2 separate regions of the Ovis aries genome follow, and region 1 is linked to region 2. A link is a contact called in public Hi-C data. All regions are on one chromosome and are shown on one strand. The core of a region is the stretch at or near the end of the contact, and the rest is flanking DNA. Distances in the headings are between cores, read along the strand shown. Region 1 overlaps CPED1 (cadherin like and PC-esterase domain containing 1). Region 2 holds the start of CPED1 (cadherin like and PC-esterase domain containing 1).

The links. A called contact is a pair of places that touch in the nucleus more often than the background predicts.
Region 1: a Hi-C map of liver shows a contact between it and region 2, with 6 times the contacts expected there. The contact joins the enhancer-like site here to the promoter of CPED1 in region 2. A contact is called at or near these places in 12 of 16 Hi-C or Micro-C datasets (blood, hypothalamus, liver and 7 more).

What each region holds. Positions count from the first base shown.
Region 1 is chr4:87,241,386-87,247,886 of ARS-UI_Ramb_v3.0, forward strand. All of the region lies in intron 6 of CPED1 (cadherin like and PC-esterase domain containing 1), which reads left to right. Among named protein-coding and RNA genes, the nearest start is that of CPED1, 130 kb to the left of the region's middle. Within about 2 kb of position 1,461, at least 1 of the 54 cell types and tissues checked has an H3K27ac peak or open chromatin away from gene starts, as enhancers often do. A contact at or near this core is called in liver, where this site is marked.
Region 2 is chr4:87,107,092-87,112,777 of ARS-UI_Ramb_v3.0, forward strand. CPED1 (cadherin like and PC-esterase domain containing 1) reads left to right here and starts at 3,953. Exons shown (of 19, transcript XM_060414813.1): 1 at 3,953-5,128. The coding sequence starts at 4,880.

The DNA.
Region 1 (6,501 bases), core at 211-2,710, 130 kb after region 2:
TTCATTTTACGTCTAAGACTGCAGACTATGGAACAGACCTTGTAAAAGACTTTTTCACTGAGCATCTGGCTCTTCTGTAGGCCTGGGAGATTTATGTCAGCTGTAGGAAGAATGTGAATAAAACCCTGCTTCTGGGAGTTTGTGAAACGAGCTGATGTATTACTTAGTCTACTCTTGCTTGGATTAAATTTTAAAATTGCATCAGGGTGTTCATTTTTAAGTATGATTTTATATAAATAGGAATTATAGATAACCAGCATAAAATTAAAAACATGTGTGACTAGAGCTGAATTACAATAAAACCCAAATAATAATTGCAAAATTAACGCTTATCAACCTACACTGATGTTAAATACTATTTCAGATCTGTTTGCTCTAGAAAAAGAATGATTATTTTGCACAGGATTTTAAAGTGCCTAAATGCAAAGCAATGTTATGCTGTTAATGGCATTGGTGTGGTGAAGGCAGCTTTATCTCTTGTGCTGAAAACTTTCATTTCATTTCTTTCATTCACTCATTCATTTCCACCTTGTCCCATAAAAGCTTTCAAGTAATTCTGTACATTCATTCATTTATTCTTTTATGGAATCTGGATTATTAGCCTAAATAGGAAGAAAAGTATTCATTAATTATGGTCACATTTACTTGATCCAAAATGACCATTTAAACATATGACCCTAAGCTTTCAGAACTGTAGGCAAACTCTGGAGAGTGCCAGGTGCACAAAAAATATTAGTCGATGAATGATTGTCTATCATTACCATTTTTACTAAAGGTATCTTATTAATTGTAACTTGCTAAAAACTGAAATTTGAAGAAATATTTAAGAGTAGATTCTACAACAGAGAATAAATACAATGAATTTATATAAACCATCTCTGTTAATTGTTATCTCTTCTGAACTGATGTAGTGAACTGATATGATTATCTGATATGGGCACATAATTATATATTCATTGTAGTGACAACATAAAGGTGAAATCTAATCTTAATGAATACTTTGCTAATTATTATTTCAATGCAAAAAAAAAAAAAAACAACAATGGACAAGTGTCAATTATCTATCCAGAAAAATGGGAGGTTAACCGATATTCAGGGACTTCGGTGTGAGATCAGGTGAGGTAAGTGAATGCATTTAGGAAGCTTAAGAGATGGAAGATGTCGGTGGTATTTGGGGATTTAGGACTTTTGCCTGCTCCCTGTGGCTCAGCTAGTAAAGAATCCGCCTGCAATGCGGGAGACCTGTGCTCGATCCCTGGGTTGGGAAGATCCCCTGGAGAAGGGAAAGGCTATCCACTCCAGTATTCTAGCTTGGAGAATTCCATGGACTGTATAGTCCGTGGGGTCGCAAAGAGTCGGACACGACTGAGCGGCTTTCACTTCACTTCTCTTCACTTTCCACCTTACAGCCCTTTGCCTGTCTTATTCAAAACGCACTTCTCCCTGGCGCCATCTAGTGGACATCTGGGTGGGAATGAGGAAGACGTCCAGGATTTGCAAAGACCAATAGAAGTCCATGGCCTGTGGACATCATAGAAGCTCTTGTAAGTTAGTCTGTGAAGGCTCGTCCTCTTTCTGTCATTATCCCATACAGATGTATTGCCTTGATTTCTGTTACACTTCGCTGATCAGAAGATTATAAAAAACAAACAAACAAGTGTTTAGAATAAAAAATGAGCTTGAAAAATGAGGTCTCTTGTAAGTAATGTTCTAAAGCAGTTTAAGCATCCACAGAGAACACCATTTTAATTTTTCAGTTTCTCATTATTTCTTCAATAGGTGAGCTAGCTAAGCCAGGAAGATATTCAAAGACAGAGGCACCATAATCTCTTCCTTCGTGGGTCTGTGCATGTTAAGTCACTAGTCGTGTCCGACTTTGCGACCCTATGGACTACTCCTCCAGGCTTCCTGTCATGAGATTCTTCAGGCAAGAATAAGGGAGTGGGTTGTCATGGGGATCTCCTCCAGGGGATCTTCCCGACCCAGGGATCAAACTCGCGGGTCTTATGTCTCCTGCACTGGAAAGCAGGTTCTTTACCACTAGTGCCATCTGGGAAGCCCAGTCTCTTCCTTCACTAACCTCCAGATGTTAAAGATTTGTTAAGGTGAATCTTTGGGTAATGGACCCACAAATCAAGGCAAAACTCTGCCATCTTCCTGAGTTTTTCCGTTTCTGAGAAGGCACCAAGAGACTTGCTAAATTTAATTTCATAACTTTGATTCCTAGACTTGGACAACAAGGCTCACCTGAGTTTTGCATCCCTGTGGTAATGTTCAGGATCTTCTGAGGGCAAGAAAATATATTGGGAGGAAAAAAAAATCAGGTAAAGTGAAAGAATCAAGAGAACAAAAACTAAGCAAAAAAATTTACTTGCCTAAATACATGCAAAATTCTTGAAAGAAGAGATTCTGTTTACTTTTGATTAAAAAAAAAAACCTTCAGTACTTGACACAATACTTAATACTCAGCAGGCAGAAGGGAGAGAAATGGCTTGGAATAGAGACTCCACTCATCAAATTGTTGAAAAGAATAATCAGTAATAACCTCTTTACAAAATGTGATGTGAATGCAAACTAATGATAGTAAAGACAATGACAGCAAATATCACTAAAATTTAATTACTTTAATGCCTAAGTTTATTCTAAAACATATACCTAGTGGAGAAGACAGGTGATATTTACATTTTCACATTAGGTAGAGAAACAAAATAGCTTTGCACCAGTATGTTCTGAAGATTATTGCATGTTTGTCATTTTAAACATTTCTATTAACAATTTCCTTTATTCGTTGAGATGTATCTCTAAGGCTGTGACAAACTAGATACAAAATATTCCCAGATGTGCCAACTAGGTAAGACTGATTTGTCTGCTAAAGGAAGCCAGGCTTTTGCTCCCTTCAGGAGAAAATCTGACTTGCATTTGTCTTATGTGATTTATGCATTGTAAGTTTAAGATGAAATACAGCCTTTTCCCTTCCATATATTAAAATGTGGCTTCAAATTTGAAAGAAACCGCAGTCTTCTCAGAAACCTACATTGCTATGTGATGAGGCAAAACAAAAATACTGTATTGCCCCCAAGTGGTCTTTGTAGGTATTTCCTGCACTATCCAACAGTGAAGGAAAAAGAGAAGGCAAAAATACTGTACTTGGATAGCAAATCTTCGACCATTTTCTTTCACTGGATTATACATATTTTTTCTTTAAAAATCATTTGATGATCCAGGTTGCGGTGGTCAGGATATATTGTTAAGTAGAGATTCTGAATGGTGGTAAATCTTCAGTGCAATTTAAATTGCCTAGGTCACACAATTATTTGGAATATCAACATTTGTAAGTTACAGGAGATTGTTTTCCATTTAAGAAGATTTTGCAATACACAATTTAAAAAAAAATTACTGTAACATTGTCACTAGCACTTTCAACTGAGCATTTGAGAGCACATTATTTTTATCTGCGTATCTTTTTGTGTACTGCTATTTGATTTCAACTTGAACCTCAGATTGGTTTTTAACCTGAATTTCTTTGAATTATATAGATGACCTAGTATCGTGAGGCGGAACTGAAAGTTTATCTTTCATTTCTCTGAACGTTGCTGAGGCAGATGAAGATGGATTCTTTCTCAAGATTCTGCACATATGCTATATTCTATACGTACTATAATATACAGACTATTTGTTTGCTTTTTTAAGTTCTCTTTGAGCATCTTCCAGTAAAGCAATCATTCTCTGACTTCCTCATTTCCTGACATGGAGCGTCCCCACACCCCTCACTCTATCCTCTCTCTCATAACAGCTTGTCCTCTCTCTCTCACCTCTGTACTTAAACCTAGTTAGTAAAACCTCTGTGAAGCAAGTTTTACCATTTGGAGAAAGGGGCAACAAGAGAGGAATTCCAGCTATCCCTGCATATTTGTTGTTGTTGCTCTTCAGTCATTAAGTCCTGTCCGAGTCTTTGCAGCCCCAAGCACTGCAGCATACCAGGCTCCCTGTCCTTCACTATCTCCTGGAGTTTGCTCAGACTCATGTCCATTGAGTCCATGAGGCTATCTGACCGTCTCATCTTCTTCTCCTTTTGCCTCCAGTATTTCCCAGCATCAAGGTGTTTTCCAGTGAGTCGGCTCTTTGCATCAGGTGGCCAAAGTATTGTAGCTTATGTATCTATACGTGGTTGTGTCCCCCGCTAAACCAGTTTCCTGATGCCTGGTGTCTATAGTCTTCCAGAATCCAATAGTTCCAGCCATCAGTCTCCTTTACCTGTTTAAAAAAAACTACTGTTCCAAAATGATTTCTACCAGAAATTTGATTCCAGATGTATTTGGAAGGCAGGAGGATTTTTCCACATACTTGATTACCCAAATCATCTACACAAAGAATATGTCCTCAAGTAACAGAGAGTGAAATTATCACACTAAACTCAGAAGTCACGGAAGAAAAACATTATGCTGAGGAAATGTGTTACATTTTCATGCTTTCTGGGAGTTACTGTTAAAAAAGAAATGTGATTTAAAAATATGAATAGGACAATGATGACATCTTTCAGGCTGAATGAGAAGCATATATCCAGTTGCATTTTTACTCTAAAGGAGAGAGAAACAAATCCTTAGTACTGGGTCTATACTGCTGGATCTACAGAACTAAAAAGAAAAACCCCAAAGCATGACCTCTAGGGGCCTAAGAATGGATGTGCAGTAAGACGATTCTTAAACCAACTCTGTGAACTCAGGCCAGTCTTTGGATCTCTCTGAACCACTTTCTCTATCTGAAAAATAGGACTAGTTTCCTATGGGTTAAATGAGTCTTTTGATTCCTTCTGCAGATATTTACTGGGCACTTCTCATATGCTAGACATTGTGTTAGGTTCGACTGATAAGGTAACAAACAAGATGAAGGCCTTTTTTCCTGGAGTTTATTCTTCTGTTGAATGGTAGTTGAAATACAGATAAAAACTAATTATACATATACAAAGAAATCCAGATAATAACTTGTTTACAATTTAGAATGCTCACTTTGCATTTAGTTATTACAAAACATTGGCTGTATCCCCCGTGTCGTACCAGACATCCCTGAGCCTGTCTTATATCAGTACTTTGTACCGCCCTCTCCCCTACTCGTGTATTGCTGTCTAACTTACTTCACTTGGCATAATGCCCATTTTTAATGTGGCTAAGAATCCAGTGACAAAGGATGATGTGAAGAATGGAATTGCCCACTTCAGGAGAGGTAGAAAGATCTCCCGGACTGGTGACATTTGAGCAGGAATCCATGGAGAAGTCTGAGTGTCCTTAGAAGAGCTGGTGGCCAAACATCCCCAGTGAAGGCCCCATTCCAACGCCCTGAGGCAGGAGAGTTCTGTCCTCACCTTTTCACACCCACTTGGCTGCTGTTTGGCTGCTGTGCGGAGAACAGATTGAAGAGGACTATCAGTGGAGATAGAACCGTCAGTTACCAGGCGTCGGGGGGAAGAGGATGGTGGCTTGGATGTGTTGGTGAGCCATGATCTGGAGGAGACAAATTGATGACCCCTTTTGGAGGGCAAAACAAGAGTCACCGATGAGAGGGAGAGGCTAGATCGAGAGGGTTCAAGGAGGAACCATCATATGAATAGTGATGCTCTTTCCTGAGACAGAGCGTGCGGAAGGAGTGGAGAGAGAAATGGGAAGTGAGGAAATTGAGGCAGAAGAGGAGGTCCTGCTCTCCTGGCAGGTCACCCATCACCGTCGTCTGGTTGGTAGGCCTCCTTTGCTCCTAACCTGCCTGAGAGCACCACACAGACTAAATCCTTGTCTTAGAATTTGGTGTTTCTTTTCCCCCCGCTCACTTTCTTCCCTGCCTTTCTCCTCCCCATCCCTCTCTCCCTCCTGCCATTTCCAACAGAGGCATCCCATCACTTCTAAGATATAAAGTGATGAATATCTCAATAAATAGTTGCTCATCTGTCCCAGGGTTAATAGGCCGGTCCCAGGTGTCCAGGTCCATATTAGTAAAACAGCCCAGGCAGACGTGCCTCCTCAGTCACTGTGGGTTCAAAGATTATTTTCGAAAAGATGGTACCTCAATTCTCAGATCAGTTCCCTTGGAGGATAGTCGGAAGATCAAGCGCATTGTAGTTTAAGAGAGTGAGAAGAGGATGCTTAGGAATCTGAGCATGTAGAAAGGGTTTGGGGTGGAAGCCAGAGTGAGGCTGGACGTGTTTGAAATGAAGAAGTCAAACCCGAAGCAGCAGGCATTTGACTGAACCTTCTAGGCACTGAAAATGAAGAAGCGTGAAGCTCTGAGATCACCTTTTCCCTCAAATGGGGAGTTGAGGAACGAAAGAAATGCAGAGAAATTTCTTCTCTTCTATCAAAAAGAGAAGAAAACAAGACAATTTAAACACAGAGAAAAGCAAATTGCTTCTTGACATAACAAATCGCCCCTAAACATTGTGGCTTTGTGCAACTAATTGTTTCTATTTCTCATGACTGTGGGTTGGCTGGACAGGCTCTGTTGATCTCTGCAGGC
Region 2 (5,686 bases), core at 2,703-5,202:
TGCACCAGCCTCTTTTCCTTTTCCTCATATTCCACCTCAGATTCAGTTAGATGGGTCCATATGAGGGGGCTCAGAGCAACAGAATGTGGGCCAAAGTATATATGCCAATTTGAAGCTTGGTCCCAAAAGACCTGTTACATAATTCTCCATGCCTTTATCATTTTTCATCTGCTAGTGTGATTCAGAGGATCTCAGTGGGTATCCAAGATTCTAGAATATGGAAAGTCACTGGGTGGAAGGACCTTTGGTACAAAGTCGCTCAGTCATGTCCGACTCTTTGCGACCCCGTGGACTGTAGCCTACCAGGCTCCTTCCTCCATGGGATTCTCCAGGCAAGAATACTGGAGTGGATTGCCATTTCCTTCTCCAGGGGATCTTCCCAACCCAGGGATCGAACCAGGGTCTCCCGCATTGCGGGCAGACGCTTTAGCCTCTGAGCCACCAGGGAAGCCCCTTAATAGAAACTGACACTGGAAAATGATATGAGTGCAAAATGAGCTTCTGTTTCCTCAAGCCACTGAGATTTCATGGTTACTTTTTACAGAAGTCACCCTATCGTGACCAATTTGCCATTGTGTTTATTTTAGTCATTTATGGTATTTATCGTATGTTTTCTGTTTTCCACATCACCTGGAATGATGTTTTACATAGTAAAGATTAAATATGTAGTTCATGATTTAAAAGCATCCTGTTACATTTGGAGCGTATGGGGCAAGTTCCATAGTTAGTATTAGAAGAGAGGTGGTAGGAGCTAGGAAGAGGTCAGACAAATCCTCTAGGGCGGAGGTACTGGAAAGTGAGTACTCAGGTGTGGCTGACAGCACCCCCAGAACTTAACTCACAGCATCACCACTAGTATGTATAGCTGGATATTACATCATAGTAGTCAGGAGCCTTCTTGAACGAGAAAGCCTTGCAGGAAGCCAAGAGGGCCCAGAATCTGAAGATTTCCTCTTCTTATCAGGATACAACAGAGAGGAAATCCATGTCAAAAATATATCCCTATGAGCACAACCTTGGAGCCTTAGGTGACCTTTGAGCTTGGTCACTGAAGTCCGTGTTTTATGACTAAGCTGACACTCAAAGAGAGAAATGACTTTGCCAAAGTTCCTGATCAGATACTGGAACCTTCTCTATTAGAGATAGCTTTATTTCTCTAGCTTACAAAATAAAACAATTTTTAAAGTAACTTTTTCAAACAACAGCTATTAAATTTAACCTCCCCCTTCACCTCCGTTTCCAAACCATATGTTTGATAGAAGAGGATCTTTTGTGTTGGAGAATTTTAAAGAGGAAGATTGCTTGTCCAACCTTGAGTTTATAGAATTCTAAAAGACCTGTCACTCTATTGGCCCAGGTTAATGCTGCTTAAATACAGGCCCTTGAATACTGAAATGATTTAGGAGAAGAGGTACTTTATGAAATTGTATGCACAAGAACATTCAATCTGAAACACTGCCAGAATCCACAGGTTCATATATGGCTTCTGTGTATTACCCTTCTACTGTTCTCACTGAACCAATTTACTCTCTGTCTTTACTGTTCCCTGTTCTGATGCTTCCAAACTCTAACACATGCTACTTCACCTTCCATCGCACCTAGGGCATCGATACCTCCCACGTGTAGCCTCCACCTTCTACTCACTCCCATCCCACACTTGCTCTCATTTTCCCAAACTAGCATTGACCACCCAACCCCACTTCACAGAATAAAGGAAAGAGGACTAATACCAAGTGCTCATGTTTGCTTTGGAGGCTTCTCCAAGAGGCCCATTATTTTATAATTATCTGTTCATGTATCTGCCACCAAAACAGATCCTAAACTCAGCCCCAGGATCAACGACCTAACAGCGTGCATTCTTCCAACACATGTGTACAGAACTCATACATTCTGTCATCTAGTCACTCCAACAACACTTCAAAGGAAGCACTAATATTATCTTCATTTCACAAAGCACTTGTTTAAAACCAGTGATAAGAGGCGGTGCCATGATTCTATCCAGATTGGGGCTACCTCAAATGTTGTCAATGGACTCCCTAGTCTATGTGTATTGTTTTTTCCACCTCTTCTTCCTACTGTTCCACTCTTAACAATCCCTTTTCTCATTTCTGCAGATACTGTTTTATTTACTGTCTCTCTCACTCCCTCAGACTCAGTGGTTAAAATGGAAAATTGGGTTTTTCAATCTGCCGGTATCATTTCTAAAACACTAATTTGCCCTCTTCTTTTTGATTCCTGTTATTTGAAGTTTAGCTGTGAAATTAACTATGCTGTTGTCTTTCACTTCTCCCAGCTCAAAGACAATATGATTTTAGCATCTGGTTTGTGCTTTCTCTCATAGCCTGTACTCAACAATTTAATGATGCCCCAAAACAACAATGTTCTTGCCTGGAGAATTCCAGGGACAGAGGAGCCTGGTGGGCTGCTGTCTGTGGGGTCGCACAGAGTCGGACATGACTGAAGTGACTTAGCAGCAGCAACAGCAAAATAACAGCAGCAAAAGAACACTTCAGGCTCCTCATACTCAGTCTTCAGACTTTTTGCCTTGATAGAAATACATGTCCGCTCCTTTTCATCTAGTGAAGAACTTGGTCTCACCTTGGATCACATCAACACAGGGACAATTCCAATTTAGAGATCTCATAACTCCTACTGTCTCTCAATTACACTGAATGTACCAAAACTATATCTTCCAACTCTGCTGTTTAGCTGTTCCCTCTTCATACTTCCTTGGCTTCTGAAAGTCGAATGCCACTTCCTTTTCCTCTGTGCCTTCATTTGTCATGGGATTGAGGATTCTGAATCTATAAATCAAGCAATATTAAACACACTGGAGGGGATATATGCAAGGGTCCGAGGTAAATCTAGCTTTAGCGTGAATGCTTGTTCTTTGAAGCTTTAAGGTGTTCAAGTATTGGTCTCAGCAAGCTAGAAGACGCCCTAATCTCTGAATCTATAATAGCGAGGCACCCGTAGGGGGCGCTCCGTCTCACAAAATATAAGTGACAGGAGCGTGCCTGAAGGGATGGGATCACTTAAGGGGTGTGGCCTCACAGGAGAACCTCAGCTCACAGGACCAAGTTTGGGTCAGAAACAGGTCACAAAAACCTATTTAGAGGAGCCATGGAAGAATGTCTGCTATGAGCCTAAGCCCGTCCTGGGTATCCAGAGAGGTGAGCAGCAGGTACTAGACAGTTTGCTTTCTCCTTGGCATGTCCTCAGCTGACTCAGCACAAGTGGATGGAGTCTGCAGACTTGCCCTGCTAAGGGTTCCTGGTGGCACTCTGTATAGCATTAGACTGAGTTGACTTCTAGACAAAACCCGCTGTGTACCCCTTTCTGCTGAGCCAAAGTTACCAATGTCAGCTACAATCCAGTCCTTGGGGGAACCCAGTGTCAGGCAATTAAAGATTCAGTTTAGTCCAGGAGAGGAATAATGATGTGATAGGAGTTGGGTTCAGAGTAGAAAAAAAGATCATAGATCATTTCCGGTGAAATCAGTGCATAAAACAGACTTCAATGTGCTGAGGTCCAGAAAGTCCCCGTGACCCTCTTATCCCCATAGCGGTGACCGCAGTTCCCTCAAGTGAAGATCCTCTCAACTCACGCACCGAGTCTGCTTTACACTTCCCCTCGACCTTTGTCATCAGTTGATGAAAGCCTACTTGTTTTTTCAGTGCTGGATTAGGGAAAAGAAATTACATAAGGGGATAGACATAAAATATATATTTAAAATTCTGCAGCTCTGGGTGATCAGCCACATTTCAGGGGGAAATGAGCAACGTTGCTTCCAGTCTGGGGAAGCCAGGCGTCTCAGATGCAGGACTCATAGAGCGCTCCGGCCGCCCCCCAACCCTCCCACCCCAGCCCGGGACCGGGGAGCCCGGGCCTTAGCCCCGCCTTCTCTCCGGCCGGGGGCTGGCTCCCCGCGGGCCGGGCTCCCCGCTCCTCCGGCTCCAGGATCCTAGCCTCGAGCGCGGCCAGCGCGCGCGTGCGGGTCTGTGTTGTCTGTGCGCGCGTGTGTCCGTGGGTGGGAGATGAATTGGAATCATACGACTGGGTGTTTCCTTCCGAGTGGTTTTAATCAGCCATCCATTAGGGGATCATGGAAACTTTTTTTTTTTCCTGACTAAAAGGATGAAAACTGAGTAAGTACAGAGAACTTTGAACTTGAAACGGAATGAAACAAATACAAGCCAAACCCTGCGGGTGATGATAACCATGCCCCTTCAGACCGTGTATTTCCTTTTTCTGTCAAAAGCCTTGAAGGCTTAGAGGAAAGTGGCAATTTAAAACGGAATGAAGGGAAAGAAACAGTTAAGAACCACGAAAGACTGAAAACGGGACTGCTTTAAAACCGGAGGAAAAGTGAGGAACTGTTAAGGCGAGTTGGCCTGCTTCCAGCTGTGCAACAGGCACTTTGGTTTAAACCTATTGCGTTCTCCGCGGCTGTTTTTAGCCTCCAGATTTACTTTAGTTAGTGTTGCTTTTCTTTTCCTGTGAAGCTTTTACTGAGTTTAAGGATGTTGTGAAAAATAAGACATTACCAGAAGCAACAGTTTGGCAGCCTAGGGTACGCTCAGGTTCTTAGTTACAACTATTATTATTTTGATGTCTTTTTTTTTTTTTTTTTCAAAGTCAGGCCGGCCACTTTTTACTGTCCTCCATGGAAGGGCTCTTACTAACCGCCTCAGGCTTTTGGGATCTATGATTCTTTGGCAGGACGCTTCGGAAAGTTTTTAAGTGGAGATGGCGCTATCTTGATGTGATTTAAAGTTGTGGAAAAAGAAGACAGTTTGGTTTTTTTCATGCTGACAAAAAATAGCTGCTATGACTTTTTCGGCAACGTGGACAGGGGCCAAGTGAAGTGAAACTGGTCATGATCTGTCGTCTAATGTTCCTCTGTCGTCGGCGATTTTGCTCCCGGCCCTTCTTGGTGGGCTTGGTGGTGGCAATCTGTCTCTTCTACCAGACTCTGACACTCTGGGGGACAAAGAAGCTTGCAGCTGCTGGCCCCGGGGCTGCCCCAAACACACCCACCAAAACCCAAGCAAGCAGATGCACCAAAGGACTCTTCCTGGACAAGCAGTGCTTCCTTCTCTCTGACAATGCACAGGAGATTGGAAAGGTAAGGCTGGACATAAGCTTAGCCCTGACATTTTCAGCAAAGATAGCAGTCTGCTTCTCTCTGTTCCTTCTGTAAGACTAAAATTAACTTCCATGAGGTCTGAAAAGGATCCAGAGTATACACAGCCCAGAGAGTGACCTTATGACAGCGAAACACATGCTAGCTTCAGCTTCTTTTTTTACTTCCGGAGAGTCCTGGTCATTATTTTCTTTCTCAGAATTTCACTTTGTTTCAGCTAAATGAATTAGACCATTTGGAGAGGATGGGGGTGATGTGAATTCTTTCTTAAAATTGGGGTTCTAAGAGATTTGAAGATTTACAGTTTGGGAACATAAATCAAAGATTCATAAAACTTGGCAAACATTGACTGTCTCTTTTCTCAAGGTAGTCTGTATGAATGGCTGGACCATCCTAGACTCCAAGTTACTCCAAAATTACATTTTCTAATTGGTTATGTCTATTTTATTGCTGAGCACATTTCTATAGCAATATATTTATTTCTGAAGCATTTAAAAATAGCGGAATAGGTTTCTTCAAAAGAATTGACACAGTGCATTT